Linked DNA regions of Sus scrofa: regions 2, 3, 4 and 5 are each linked to region 1. The links are chromatin contacts, called in public Hi-C, HiChIP or PLAC-seq and promoter capture Hi-C maps. All regions are on one chromosome and are shown on one strand. The core of a region is the stretch at or near the end of the contact, and the rest is flanking DNA. Distances in the headings are between cores, read along the strand shown.

Region 1 (2,672 bases), core at 60-2,559:
CTCCAAAGAGATTTCCTGACCAAGGAGCTGGTTTCTTTCAAAATTAAATATTCTGACATGACAAGATCCTGACACAAGTACACAAAGTATTGTTGCTTGACGTCTCAGTCATCTAGAGAGGATTTCTGTATGACCATATACAGGAGCCTGTGCTGAGGATCCAAGGGACCCCAGGGAAAGAAAAATGTGCCGTGGAGCACTCAGAGCTCTTACAAGACTTGCACACCTTGCCCGGGGTATCTAACCCCCCTATCCTCACAAAAAACGGCCTGGCAGTCTGTTTTCATTGGGCAAGACATACTTACTCTTTTAAAATTTAATTTGACAGTTCCATACCAATCAAAAGACAAAAAAGTTTCATTTATTTTTCTGATTCTAACATACTCCTACATTTCCTTTGTGTCCTGACTACAGTGACAAAATCTCTCTTTAGGAAATAAAATCAATCAAGTCATCATCATAATAGTCACTTTCTCCCAGAGCAAAGAGAAGAAGACTTACCCCAACTTCAAACAGCGGTGCTCCAAAGCCAAACAAATTTTATCTCAAAATAAAATTCGGTCATCATGGGCATTTAACCAGGCCCTTGAGGAAGAAGTAAACGGTGAACTCCAAGGAGTCAGGGGTCGGGCAGAGGGCCTTCGCCCTGTCAGAATCACAGGGCTATCACACTGGCCTGCCTGCTTCGAGGGAGCTTTTGCATGTTTCGTCTAGTCTCAGTCTCAAGAGGTTTCAAAGTCACATCTAAGAAAATGTTACGCGTACTTCTCACCCCGGAACAACACAAGACCCCGGAGAGCATCAAGCTGGCACTGGACACGTTTCAATGCTGCCGGTCAGCGGAGCCCAGGGCTTGGGTCAGAAAAACTAGTTTCCCGCTACCCCGCTGGCCGGTCCTCGGGCGCGAGGCTCTCAGATCTCCACCCCGAGGCTGTCCTCCGGCCTCGGCGCCAGCATCTAGGAGGCTCCAAGGACGGCCGGTCAGGACGCTCGAGCGATGCTCAGCCGATGCCCCTGCCCTGCGCGCGCCAGGTCCAACCCCAAGCCCGCCGCCGCCCGCCCCGCGGCGTCAGGCTGGTCTTTCAGCCCAGCTCCTGTCACTCACCGGCCGGGCCCGGGCAGCGGGTGCCCACGGCTCCCCACGGGAGGTGGGCCCCCCGGGCCTCCAGGTTTCGGCCCGCCCCCTGGCAGGCAGCGGAGGTGGCTGAGCCCCGCAGCAGCGGCCCCGAACCGGCCGCTCGGTCCTGCTCCCGGCGCTGCCCACTAGGTACGGATCAACAACAAGATGGCGGCCAGCCGAGGGGGCGGGGGCCGGGCGTCATAGTAACCAGGACGTTAAAGAGCCCGCCTCTGTCTGAGAATATCCCCAATCAACAGCCGCTTTGCCCGAGTACCGCTCCCTGACAGGTCATCCTACCTGTCACTCAGAGCCTGCCTCTTGCAGCCCGTACCGAACGCTCAGCACGTGACTGTGACGGCACGGGTTGGCGCATGCGCGCGGTTCCCCGAGTTGCTGGCGGCAGAGCTTTTGCTGGGTACTACGAGGCCAAAGCGCCCTTGGCATCCTTGCTTGAGGGCCTCGCGTGTGGAACCGGCAGCGTCTTCTCATACATACGTGCACACTTAGGGGGTACTGGCTGTGTGCCTTGTGCTTTTTTTGTCACCCACCCTAGAAGGCAGGACTTGTCCCTCACTGGTGAGGAAACAGGCTCAGAGTGAGAGGCCAGGCCAAGGTTAGGCCACCTCAGGAAATGGAAGCCCTGGGTTTCAATGTCTCTACTGGCTGCTGTGTATAATGCTCTCTTCCCAGTGGCTTCCTCAGCTTTGCCTTTAGTCCTGTGGTGCAACCTTGTGTGCAGCTCCACCCGTCCCTGATCCTTTGCCCCTGTTTGTCCTTCTGCCTGGCGTTCAGTACCCAGCACAATCCCTGGCACAGAGCAAGCATTATTTCATCCTGCCCTAGAGCATCTATCTCATCTTCTGTTCTTATAACAGCATATTTTGCCCTGGATTGTCATGATCTGCCACCGAGGCTAACTAGGAAGATAGGAAGATAGTTATCCCCCATGTAGAGCGCTCAACCCTAGGCTTGACTTCAGATACAGTCGCACAGCCTGACCCACCCCAAGCGCCCAGACCAGCTAGCTTTATGAGTTTTGAGGGTTGATTGGCCCATCTGTGAAATGAGGTTAGAAATAAGCTCCTCAGAGATGAACATTTAATGAGCCATTAGAGGAGAGTAAGTGCTCAGGAAGAGTCCACCTGCAATCACTCCCAGTAACAACCTGCTGTCAAGTTGCCTGAGCCCAGTTCCAACACCCTCACTTTATTGGAAGTAACATGAAGTATGTTTTCTTGTTTACTTTTTTTTTTATGGCCACACCTGCAGCATGTGGAAGTTCCCAGGCTAGGGGTCTAATCTGAGCTGCAGCTGCCAGCCTACACCACAGCCAAACAGGATCCGAGCTGCATCTGTGACTTACACCACAGCTTGTGGCCACACTGGATTCTTAACCCACCGAGTGAGGCCAGGGATTGAACCTGCATTCTCATGGACACTGTCGGGTTTGTAACCTGCTGAGTCACAAGTGGGAACACCTTTTGAAACATGTCTCCCCCCCCCCCAAGAAGGTACTCAGCTTCTTCCTCCCCCTGGGGTACCATACCTGGTT
Region 2 (2,672 bases), core at 82-2,581, 100 kb after region 1:
CAGCCGGTGCGACTCTTCCCGCAATCTGAAGCCTGAGTCCTGCATCTACTCCTGGGCGCCTTTTTCTCTATGGCCTCTGGATGGTTGTGCTGGAGTGACCTGGAAAGAGGTTAAGTAGGTCTGAGCCTTCCTGTTCTGCCTCCACTCCCCCCACCACGACCGACAAGGAGGAAGTGAAGGGGCGGGGTGGGGGGGCTGCCCCAGCACTTTGAGGACCACCTGGTCTATTTCTTCTCTTGGCTCCAGGATATTACAACATCCTCAGACCCTTGTTTCTGGGCAGGGCCTGGTGGACCCACCGTGTGGGAAACAGAGACCACCAATGTGTGGAGAACCAGAGGGGAAGTGTGGGGAGACCCCAGGAGTGGCACTACCCTCGCTTAGGCAGGAACTATTCCTCTGTGGGCCTGCCCTGGGCTGACAGCTACAGGACGCTGTCAGAGGACAGTGCATTGCACCCTGCCCACCCAGGGAGTAGAAGTTGTAATGTCCTGCTGGTTGGACATTAGAGTCAAAGGAGAAGCAGCTTATGTGGAGGCCCAACCCTAGCTCTGGTCCGTCCACCACTGCCTCAGTAGGTGGCAGCTGTAGGATGAGGACAACAAAATATGCAATGCTGGCCTTTGTTCCTGGCTCTGCTCCAGTGCCTCCCTGGTATGGTGGAAACATGGGCTTTGGCTCCCAGGGGACCTCTAACCTGCTCTGAAGCCAGGCTGGGACTCAGTCTCTCGGTCTCTGAGATGAGGATGTAGTTCTAACTGGGTGGTTGCCCAGAGTTCTCTCTCCAGGCTCTGAGAGGTATGAGGCAGGGGGAGGGAAGTCACCCTAGGTCTGCTCTTGACACCTCTTACCTGGACTTCAGCAGCTGCTCCCTGGTAACTGGCCCCCCCAACATTGGAGGGGGGCCTTAGGGGACATTCTCAGCCTTACAGCCCCCTCAGCCAGGTGGGCCTGGACCCTGGAGGGAGGGTAATCTTCACCAGGTTGCCCTAGGCTGAGGTCTGAAGGACCCGTGAACTGTGAGTCCCAGAGCTTTGGAGGGTAAGGCGGTCGTGGGGAGAGAAGCTCTCAGCCCAACAGAGCTCCTGACCCTACATGTATATCCTCTATTCACCACCCAATCCAGACTCCTTGTTCCTCCTTCAGGAGCAAGCTTTTACCTTCCTTCTCTTGCAACTTAGGTGGCATCTCCTCCAGGAAGCCTACCTGATCCAGGCAGTGCCAGGTGCAGTTTGTGGGTCTCACAGACCCTGTGCACAGTTTACTCTAGATACCTGACATCCCCTGCCTTCATTCCTTTTTTTCTTTATCTTTTTCTTTCTTTTTCTTTTTTTCTTTTTAGGGCTGCACCTGTGGCATATGGAAGTTCCCAGACTAGGAGTTAGATCGGAGCTGCAGCTGCTGGCCTACACCACAGCCACAGCAACGCCAGGTCCAAGCAGTGTCTGAGACCTACACCCACAGCTCACGGCAACACTGGATCCTTATCCCACTGAGCAGGGCCAGGGATCGAAACCACATCCTCATGGATACTAGTCGGGTTCATTACCATTGAGCCACAGTGGGAACTCCCCCCTTCCCCCATTTCTAATCCTGGACTCCCCTACCCCTTTAAGCTGGAGCTCAGTGAGCATTTGGTGACAGAGAGGAACAGCACTTGGGTGGCCACTCCCAGTGCTAAGAGGATACTGTGCCTGAGGCAACATAAAAGACACTCCCTCCTTTAACGAGAATTGGCCCGGAAATGAATAAACACACATCAGAAGTTATGGCACCATTCCTATGTTCCACAATCAACATGTCTAAAGATAGTCACGCTGGGCAAGACTAAAATGAAACATTCTCTGCCTAGGGATGAGACATGGGTTCCTGTGACCCCTATTCTGACTGAGGAAATTAGGAGAGACTTCTGGGATTTGGGAGGAAACCTCACAGGCTCTCTTTAATCACCTGTTCACCTGTTTTGGGGGTGAGGGTGTGGGGGTGCAGCAGCCAACAATTGGGTCTCTGCTGCCGCCGTGTGGCCCAAATGTTCACTGCCCCCAGGCTGGCATCTCCTCTCAGAAACCCTTGGTCTTTGACAGCAGAGGTCCACAGAGTGCCTTTTTCTCCCTGCTTATCCACTCAGCCTTCAGGAGGGGGGCAGGTAAGCCATGTGGGGGTAGTCAGCTGATGGGTCTTGCGTGCCGAGTACAAGCACTCTTCCAAGTTGAACTCACAAGATCTGACCAAGCTTAGAAACTGCCCGACTGCCCTTGCATTTGTCACCTTGAAGGAGTGCTAGCCACTCTGCCCTCTTTGGGCTCTCTCTCCCTCTGAACATTACCCCAGCCTCTTTCTCCAACCTGAAGGGATCATCTTAGGGGCAGCAGAGGGGTCTCTCAAACTACAACATGACACATCACTCTGCAGCTTTAAAATATGACTCCCGGAGTTCCCGTCGTGGCTGTTGTTAACGAATCCAATTAGGAACCATGAGGTTGTGGGTTCGATCCCTGGCCTCACTCTGTGGGTTAAGGATCGGCATTGCCATGAGCTGTGGTGTAGGTCGCAGACACGGCTTGGATCCCACATTGCTGTGGCTGCAGTGTAGGCCTGCGGCTACAGCTCCGATTAGACCCCTAGCCTGGGAACCTCCATATGCTGCAGGTGTGCCCCTAGGAAAGACAAAA
Region 3 (2,672 bases), core at 128-2,627, 100 kb before region 1:
GGCCCTGGGAGGGGGAGGCATAAGGTCACCTGGTGCCCCTATACCCAGTTTTATCTGGATATTGTGGCCTCTTACCTGCAGTCCATCAGGGGCCCACAACGCCCTGCACACTCCTCAGCATCTGCCACATCCTCTTGCCAAGACCCAGGCCCCACTGCATGTAGCAGGTGTTGCAGCTCAGTACCCGGGAGCACCTGGAAGTCATTTAAGGGCGAGCGCTGCCCTGCAGGGTGGATATTTGTAGCATCATGTGAATATCAGCACATCCACACTTTATTCATTCAGGAAATCAAACTGCATGGCCTCTCTCATGGATCCTGTGGGTCCATTCAAGGGTCAAACCCCTGTATGGGGTGGGAGAAGCAGGCCCACACATGGTAGTTATCACTAGTACGCTTGTTTAATGGGCAAGGCACTAGGCTCAGATGTAAAACATATACTCTACGAGAGTAGCAGGTGATGGTGCTTGCCCTATGGGGCTTGGCTCCTCTCATTTCTCAGATAAGAATGGTAACGGTTGGAGTTATCATACTAAATAGGCGGAAGCCAAACCCAAGTATTCTGACTCCAAGTATAGGCTCTCATCAGGGTAAGGGCATCTGCTAGAGGGTTAGATCAGTCTTATGAGAGATTACTGCCTGCGTGTGTGGTCCTAACACTGCCTCAATGCTGCAGCAGACTTTTTTTTTAGGGACACACCTGCAGCATATGGAAGTTCCCAGGCTAGGGGTCTAATCGGAGCTGTAGCCGCTGGCCTACACCAGAGCCACAGCAATGCCAGATCCAAGCCGCATCTGCAGCCTATACCACAGCTCACGGCAATGCCAGATCCTTAATCCACTGAATGGGGCTAGGGATCGAACCCACAACCTCATGGTCCCCAGTCGGATGCCTTTCCACTGAGCCACAATGGGAACTCCTGCAGCAGATGTTTTAGTGTAGGCCAGAATAGGCAGTGTGTTTATGTGTTCCTGGGGCTGCCCAGCTCTGCTCAAGAAGCTAAGGTTGCTCACTGCTCCATGCCCAGTAGGAAAGTAAGTTTCTGGCTGGAATAGCGGGATGGGCCTAGGGCCAACCCCTTTCTGAATGCAGGCGGGGATCAGGGCTGGGGGTGAGGGGGAAGAGCACTTACCAGGGGCCCCTGAGCACTGCGTCAGAAGCAGCAGGAGTGGGAGCCACCCCATCCTCCTGGCTGGAGACTGCACTGTGACCCACCACAGCCCCATCCGGGAAGTTGTGAAACTAGTCCCTACGGGATTGGGTGGCTCTGGCTCCACACCCCCACTCAAGGCCTGCTGGGGCCTGACCTGAAACCCAGTGGCAGGAATAGGGGTGGTGCCAGACCTCAGGCCCCCTAGGTGAGGTACAAGTGTCTTCGCTCTGGCACAGCTAGCTCCCAAGAGGCCTCCCTATGTAGTGGACAGTGTTGGAAAGGTTTAATGGGGACACCTGAGGTGCTGGGGCTGGGGAAGGGCAGGGGCATCCCTACAGCCTAGGCTGCTCTGAAAGGAAGAGCAGTGTGTATGGGGTTGCTGCCAGAGCCGGGTTCCAGCCCTCAGCCCCCAGCCCCCAGCATAAGTGGTGATATTTAACTTTTCTGAGCCTCAACTTTTCTCCTGTAAAGTCAAGTTCCCTACCCAACCCCCTAAGCAGCTTACCCCTTTTGCTGACTTAGCCCCAGCTGGAGGCAGGTCGACCCACACCCCTGGCAGCAGAGCCCACCGAGCTCCCCTTGCTCTGCCAGAGATGCTATCCCAGGGAAGATGAGCGAGGTCATTTGTCTGGCCTGAATGGAAGTGAGGCTGACAGGTACCAGGGACCCTGGGAGGAGCAGCCTTTCAGACGTCCGAGGGGACCTCTGGGCTGGGCCTCCAAATACCGGTAGGAGTTGAGGTAGGAGGCCAAGGTCTCCTAGGACTCAGCGTGGCGACAAGACTGGGCTAGGAGCGCCTCCTAAGTAGACGAGGGTCGGAGGCATTTGGGCAGTGAGGCGGTTGGGCAAAAGGCAGGGGCCGGGACATTCCAGCTGGAGGCTGCAGGTGGCGCCCTCTGGCGGAGGCCGGGCGCGGGCCGATGCGCTTGCGCGGCAGAATCGCGGTTTGGCCCTGAACGGGCGCCGTAGGCGAGAGGCTGGGCGGATGTTGTGAGCCGGGACGCCACGGCCGAGGCTGGGGGTGAGTGAGGGGCGACGGGGGCCCAAGAGGGGCGGGTCCCCGCAGCTTCCGTTGCGGCCCGGCCAGTCTAGCATGAGGGTGCTTCCCGTGCAGGGGGTTGCAGCCCGTGGTGCAGGACTCTAGGCTGGAGCTGGCCTGGAAGAGCCTCTGGAGCTTGAGGCCGGGCGGAGACGACTTCGGGAAGAGAAGCGCTACCCTCGCGTCCTTGGGCTCCTAGGTGGGGTCGGTTTGGTTCTGAGCCCTGATCCCCCGGCGGGGCTGACCAGGGTCTACGTGGCAGGGACCCCCGAGCCAAGCCAAGGTCCACCTCTCACCTGTATCCTCAGCACCTGACACCCCGAGTGGATGTCTGGAAGGTTTGCTCATCAGATCAGTGACCACGTCTAATCTGTCCTGCACCTGCTTTGGTGTGAGAGGGCCAGTGGTGGGCATCAGGGCGAGAGTCACTTTCCCAAGGGGCAGGCGTGGTGTGCACTGTGAGTGGGCAAGGGTGTGTGG
Region 4 (2,672 bases), core at 119-2,618, 87 kb after region 1:
AGAGGCCATGGGGAGGCTCAGGAGCAGAGCCATCCCTCCTTATAGAGGCTGGGGATGTGAGTTCCTATTGGGATGGACTGATGGGAATGGGGTTTCTGGAGGAACAGTTGTTTCTTTCTTTCTTTCTTTTTTTTTAATGGCTGCACTGACAGCATGTGGAAGTTCTCAGGCCAGGGATTGAATCCGAGCTGCAGCTGTGACCTATGTTGCCACTGTGGTGACACCAGATCCTTTAACACACTGCGCAGGGCTGGAGATTAACCTGTGCCTCCACAGTGATCCGAGCTGCTGCAGTTATTCTTAACCCACTATACCATGGTGGGAACTCCAGAAAAGTTGTTTCTGAGAGTGTCCAAGGGTGTCATTGCAAGGTGGCTGGGACCAGTGCCACATCTCTGGAATGAACTGGGTCAGGCAGGTTCTGCCACCCACTGGGCACCTGCTGCCTAGCTTTGAGCCAAGGACTGCCACCAGGGGAGGACAAGTGTGAAGGTTATTCTCCAGGTCACCATCTTTAGACCCGAAGAATGCAGCCTACCCAGGGGGCCACCATAAGCCAGAGATGAGCATGCCAGCTCTCTTGGAATCTATGTTCATTGGGTTAAAAACCTCAATTGGAACAAGCCCCAAAAGAATGGAGGGAGAGACTGAGGCTCATCCGGTCCCCTTGTGCCAGATGGGAAATGCTGGGAGTGGTTCTCCAAGTCATCTAGGCCAGTGTAGCACCACTTCCCAGCTGGATGGACTCTCACATGGGAAGAGCAGAGGCTCTGGGTAAAGAGATGCTTGGTTCCTGGGGTCTTCATGGAGAAGAGCTCTCCAGCCTAGTGTGGAGTAAAAGGTGTTTTTCATCAGAGCCTGGCAGATCCCAGATTAGTGCTCAGCTACTGATTCCTGGGGCTGCCTCTCTCCAGGCAGAGCGAATAAGTGCAAGAGACACAACCCAGGCTTTCCTAAGTCTCAGACACTTACAGCGGCACCCATGTCCCTCAGCCCCATCCGGCACTGGGGAGTCCTGCTCTCTTCTACAGTTGCAGGGAGTTAGTTCATGAAATAGTACTATAGGTGGACCTGGGATATCATGGGCTGCACTGAGGGAATGACTGATGAAGCTGCTGTTCCAGACAGGTGTCAGAGTTTGAAATGGGGCTATGTCTGCAGCCCTCAGGTATGACCCCAGAGAGCTTTTGGATCCCTGAGGAAATTCTCTGAAAGGCTGGGCCTTCTGCATAAGGTGAATCTCAGACCAGACTCCTGGGCCCCCATCAAAGCAGGTCAGTGTACCCCATAATGCCCTCCTGGTGCCAGACAGCAGTGACACCAATGGGCAATCAGGAGGGTGTGAGTCATCTGGTGCTTCCTCAGCCCCAGCTCCCATCCTGAACTTCCCCCAGGCTTTATTGGCACCTGCTTGACCCCAGCCCCACTGAGCTATGATGGAGGGAGATGAGGCAGAAGAGCTGATACCCACTCTGCACAGCTCACGATGGGAAGGCTGGACTCCCTAAGCCCTGGGAGAAATCCGTGTTCACCCTATCCCACCCTAGTGGCAGGCCCAGGCTCACCATGGCCACCAGCAACCTTCTCCTTGCTCCGGCCACTACTCAGGCCTCCCCGAAGGGAAAGGCAGCCCAGCCTTCACTAGCCCTGGAAGCCTCTCAGAAAACTCCTGGTGCCCCCAGCTCATCTGGGGGCCTAGAACTAACCCTCCCTTTCTCTTCCCTCTGGTGGCCCAGTCAGGAATTTGAAACCCTGAAGCAATTCCAGCTCCTGGCTCTCTAGATGGACTTAGGACTATCAAGTAGCTCTGAGAAAAGAGTTCAGAGTCTGGGGGTGAAGTATTAGGGAGAGGGGTACACCTATGTCAAGCACCTGCTTAACTGTGTCTGCTCCCTGGAGGATCCTTGCCCTGGAGACCCTTGGCCCAGAAAGGGGCCCAAAGCCCCACATTCTGGACGCACAGGAAACCTGACACCCCTTGTGCTTCCTCCATCTCCTGTCTATGGGACTCCTCTCCTGCCCAAGCTTCCTTCCCATCCAGAGACCACCTTCCTCTCTGAGCTCCTCTCCTATGAACAGATATTCCCATGGTCCCATAAGCTGCAGAGGCCCAGTGGGGAAGGATCCTCAGTTCAGCTTCAGAGAAGACTCTGGGCCTTCTCCTCAGTCCCCACCCAGGGCCTGAAGCTGGGTGGGGACCCCTGGATCCCAAGGATGAGGCAAGGGCATGAAGAATGCAAGTCGGAGGGATAAAAACAGGCCTTTCCAGCTGATGTAGGGACCACAGCTGTGGGAGTGCTCCAGGACAATCCACTCACCTCTCCCCTGGCCTCAGGCGTGACACAAGTGGGGAGAGCCCAGGCACCTCTGGTAGAGCATACATCCTCCTCTGTGCCTGCAGTCATGGGCACCAGAGGTGCAGTGGCCAACAGGCAGATGGCGTCCCGTCTCTACCCCTGTCCAGCTTATAGGGTCTTAATCTTCAGTCCCCAGCACTTGAGCATAAGAGTCTCCTTTTTAAGCCCTCCCCACCTGTCCTCAGAGTCCTTTGGATCCCCGTGATAGGCCTCCCACTGGCCTGAGGTGACAGAGTGAGCAGCAGATGGGTAGAAAACAGAGGGGCAGTTCCGGGCCCAAGGAGACCCTGGCTCTGCTTACCAGGGAGCTCTTGC
Region 5 (2,672 bases), core at 46-2,545, 67 kb before region 1:
TTGTTGGACACAAACACCTGTGGCTTCTCCACGAACCGGTGAATACGGCCTGTATCAGCCTCACACACCACCACACCATACTTAGAGGGCTCCTCCACTTTGGTCACCTGAGTGCAGGGGGACCTCAGACCTAGTCCAGGGCTCCTGAGTCTTGAGGTACATGGTGTCTTATATCTGGGATTGTGCCCCCAGATGCATAAAGGCACATACTGCATGGTTCTGCACCCAAAACATTGGGGCAATTCAAAGCTGGGAGGTGAGAGAGGCTGGGGTGGGGTGGGTTATCGGAGAAGAAAGACCTGTTTCCTTACCAGAATGGAGCCCTCTTGGCCATGGTGGCGGTGGAACTGCACCATGGCTTGGAAGGGAAAATCGCAGATCACATCACTGTTCAGAACAAAAAAAGGCTCCGCAGTCTCAGAGAGCAGGTCACGGGCCAGTGCCAGGGGTCCAGCTGGGGAAGAGCAAGAGGTCACCATCATCTTCCAGGTCTGAGCCTCTGGACCCAGGCTCAGCAAGCCCCATGCAGACAGAGTCTTGCCCCTCTCCTGGCCCTAAACCCTCCCCAAGGAACCTTCTTGTCTCTACTGACCTGTTCCCAAAGGCTCCTCTTCATGGGACATGGAGATTCGGATTCCTAGCTGGAAGGAAGAAGGCCCCGTTAGGTTTCTCCTACTAGGGTGGGAAGCTGAGCGGGGACCAAGGGAAAAAGCCAAGAATCCGTGCCTCACCCTTTGCTCCTGTGCTTTCATTTCCTTCTCCAACATCTGAGACATATAGCTCACGGCCAGAATCACGTGATCCACGCCTGCCTGTGGGAATGAACAGTGCCGGCCTTCAGGCGGGCTCAGCCGAAGGCACAGGGATCCCTGCCCTCCTGTCGCTGGCCGTCCCTCACCCTGCCAAATCCCACCAAGACCCCGTCCCTGGGCCTTACCGAGGCCAGCGCCTCCACTTGATGCAGCAAAATGGGCTTATTGCAGAAATCCACCAGCGGCTTCGGTATGCTTAGCGTCAGCGGCCGCAGGCGCGTCCCGTAGCCACCCACCAGGATCAGTGCCTTCATTGCGCCTGCTGGAGGCCAGAGTGAGTCCCGGGCTCCGAGGTGTCCGCGGCCCGCCCAGCCGACCCCTATGACACCCTCCCGCTCCCTTCACGCTCCAGACTGACCAACTCTTGTTCTGCCTTGTCCGCCCAGTCCGCGTCGACGCTAAGTCCAAGTCAGCGGCAAGCTAGTACGCGACGCCGAAGCGAGAGCAGCGAGCTGCCAACTCTGGCTGGCGTCCGCCAGTGTATGACGGGAGCCCGGGCGGGCCAATCAGCTGCGGCATACGTGGCACGGCCATCGGCGTCGGGTCGCCGCGACGCGGTATTCCGGCAGACTCAGCCAATGAGAGCGGAGCGCGCCTGGCTGCCATGGCGACCGGGACCGGATCCGCGGGTCGGCTTGCCATTGGCGGATCCAAAGGCGGAGCTCGCGCCGCAGGCGAGGCTTCCGTCCTCTCGGGCCCAGGTCAGCCGCACCCCAGCCGCTTCCGGCCCCGCCCTGCCGGAGGAACTGGGGCGGGGCCGAGGGCGCGAGGAGGCCGGGCTGGGCTAGGCCAGTCCACCCCGAGTTTCTGGGTTTGTTTTTTTTTCAAAGACACGGACACGCCTCAGTTTCTAGCGGCTTTATTTTGACATACACGACCTCAGACACAAGCGGGGCGGGCAGCGCTAGGTGTACGGAAAGGGGCAGGTTCGGCCCAAGGCTCGAGCACCCCCTCTCCCGCGCTCAAGGTCCCAAGAAAAAGCAACCGCGCCCGGACACGGCCGGAGCCAAGTGTAGTATCCGGGTGCAGGGCTCGGGCAGCGTGGACAGGCTTAGGCAGCTTCCAGCAAAGTGGAGCAGAGAGTGGTCCTCGAGGCCAGGCCTTACAGTTCCCGGAGAAGCAAAGGAACCAGGACCTTCCCAGGATTCTCCCAAATTTTTTCCACTAAAACATTAAATCTGCACAAAGACCAAATTGAACAGCTCTAAAGTTCAAAGCATTCTGCATCTAGGAGTGTGCACATGGCCAGCCGTGAGCAAGTGAGCAGCAGCTACATAACTAGCTCAGGCCTTTGGCCCCTTAGGAGAAACCCCACGCCCACTGCACAGGACCGGACATGAGAGGGGTGGGGTCCCCAGCATGTTGCTACACTGGTCCCCTTTCTTTTAAGCACCGCCCATCCCACCCCGCTAGGGGGCTGGTGTCGACTTGGCCCAGGGAAGCACTACACAGAGGGGTCGCTTGAGCGCCCCAACCAGTGATCCCGTCTTGCACTTTGGTCCCAAGTTGGGGCTGGGGAAACAGGGCCTGGCAGGGACAGGGCTCTCTGGCATGGAGCAGGGCAAAATAGTGGCAAACAGCATGTGCAGATGCGCATGCCCACCACTCAACAGATAACAAGGCTGGGTCTCCCAAGTGTTTAAAAGTGCTGAAAGAAGGAGGGACCCTGCCCTGCGGGAGAAGCAGCAGATCCCAGCCCTGCTCTTCTCAATGCCAGGAAAACGCTGACTATAAGTGGGTACAGCCTCTCGTGATGAAGAGCAGAATGGGGGCAGCATCTGCTCCCAAAATATAGGAACTCAGGAGGTACAGCACATCCCCAGGCTGGAGAGGTTCCAACAAGGGGGTCCCAGCTGGCCC

The links. Promoter capture Hi-C pulls out the DNA fragments that hold promoters and counts their contacts. A called contact is a pair of places that touch in the nucleus more often than the background predicts. HiChIP or PLAC-seq counts read pairs in DNA pulled down with a chosen protein or histone mark.
Region 2: a contact with region 1 is called in a promoter capture Hi-C map of liver, with 2.8 times the contacts expected there. The contact joins the promoter of MST1R here to the promoter of IP6K1 in region 1. A contact is called at or near these places in 5 of 5 promoter capture datasets (fetal liver, fetal skeletal muscle, liver and 1 more), 17 of 47 Hi-C or Micro-C datasets (alveolar macrophages, blood, brain and 10 more) and 2 of 2 datasets of contacts at active chromatin or transcription factors (alveolar macrophages and skeletal muscle).
Region 3: a contact with region 1 is called in an H3K27ac HiChIP or PLAC-seq map of skeletal muscle. The contact joins the promoter of MST1 here to the promoter of IP6K1 in region 1. A contact is called at or near these places in 3 of 5 promoter capture datasets (fetal liver, fetal skeletal muscle and liver), 3 of 47 Hi-C or Micro-C datasets (embryonic fibroblasts, fetal heart ventricle and liver) and 2 of 2 datasets of contacts at active chromatin or transcription factors (alveolar macrophages and skeletal muscle).
Region 4: an H3K27ac HiChIP or PLAC-seq map of alveolar macrophages shows a contact between it and region 1. The contact joins the enhancer-like site here to the promoter of IP6K1 in region 1. A contact is called at or near these places in 3 of 5 promoter capture datasets (fetal liver, fetal skeletal muscle and liver), 4 of 47 Hi-C or Micro-C datasets (mesenteric adipose tissue, retroperitoneal adipose tissue and skeletal muscle) and 2 of 2 datasets of contacts at active chromatin or transcription factors (alveolar macrophages and skeletal muscle).
Region 5: a contact with region 1 is called in a Hi-C map of liver, with 2.1 times the contacts expected there. The contact joins the promoter of GMPPB here to the promoter of IP6K1 in region 1. A contact is called at or near these places in 3 of 5 promoter capture datasets (fetal liver and liver), 7 of 47 Hi-C or Micro-C datasets (alveolar macrophages, embryonic fibroblasts, fetal heart ventricle and 3 more) and 2 of 2 datasets of contacts at active chromatin or transcription factors (alveolar macrophages and skeletal muscle).

Annotation. Positions count from the first base shown.
Region 1 is chr13:32,318,696-32,321,367 of Sscrofa11.1, forward strand. It overlaps IP6K1 (inositol hexakisphosphate kinase 1), which reads right to left and starts at 1,310. Exons shown (of 5, transcript XM_021068778.1): 1 at 502-1,310.
Region 2 is chr13:32,422,283-32,424,954 of Sscrofa11.1, forward strand. MST1R (macrophage-stimulating protein receptor) reads right to left here and starts at 1,332. Exons shown (of 19, transcript XR_002337520.1): 1 at 1-1,332.
Region 3 is chr13:32,218,668-32,221,339 of Sscrofa11.1, forward strand. MST1 (hepatocyte growth factor-like protein) reads right to left here and starts at 1,378. Exons shown (of 16, transcript XM_021068776.1): 1 at 1,133-1,378; 2 at 76-223; 3 at 1-4. The coding sequence starts at 1,226. The region is part of intron 1 of RNF123 (E3 ubiquitin-protein ligase RNF123); the gene reads left to right.
Region 4 is chr13:32,405,998-32,408,669 of Sscrofa11.1, forward strand. All of the region lies in intron 18 of MST1R (macrophage-stimulating protein receptor), which reads right to left. Among named protein-coding and RNA genes, the nearest start is that of CAMKV, 5.9 kb to the left of the region's middle. Within about 2 kb of position 1,369, at least 2 of the 83 cell types and tissues checked have an H3K27ac peak or open chromatin away from gene starts, as enhancers often do. A contact at or near this core is called in alveolar macrophages, where this site is marked.
Region 5 is chr13:32,251,860-32,254,531 of Sscrofa11.1, forward strand. GMPPB (GDP-mannose pyrophosphorylase B) reads right to left here and starts at 1,296. Exons shown (of 10, transcript NM_001244541.1): 1 at 1,171-1,296; 2 at 938-1,074; 3 at 732-812; 4 at 593-641; 5 at 312-454; 6 at 1-107. The coding sequence starts at 1,066. It overlaps IP6K1 (inositol hexakisphosphate kinase 1), which reads right to left. Exons shown (of 5, transcript XM_021068778.1): 5 at 1,656-2,672.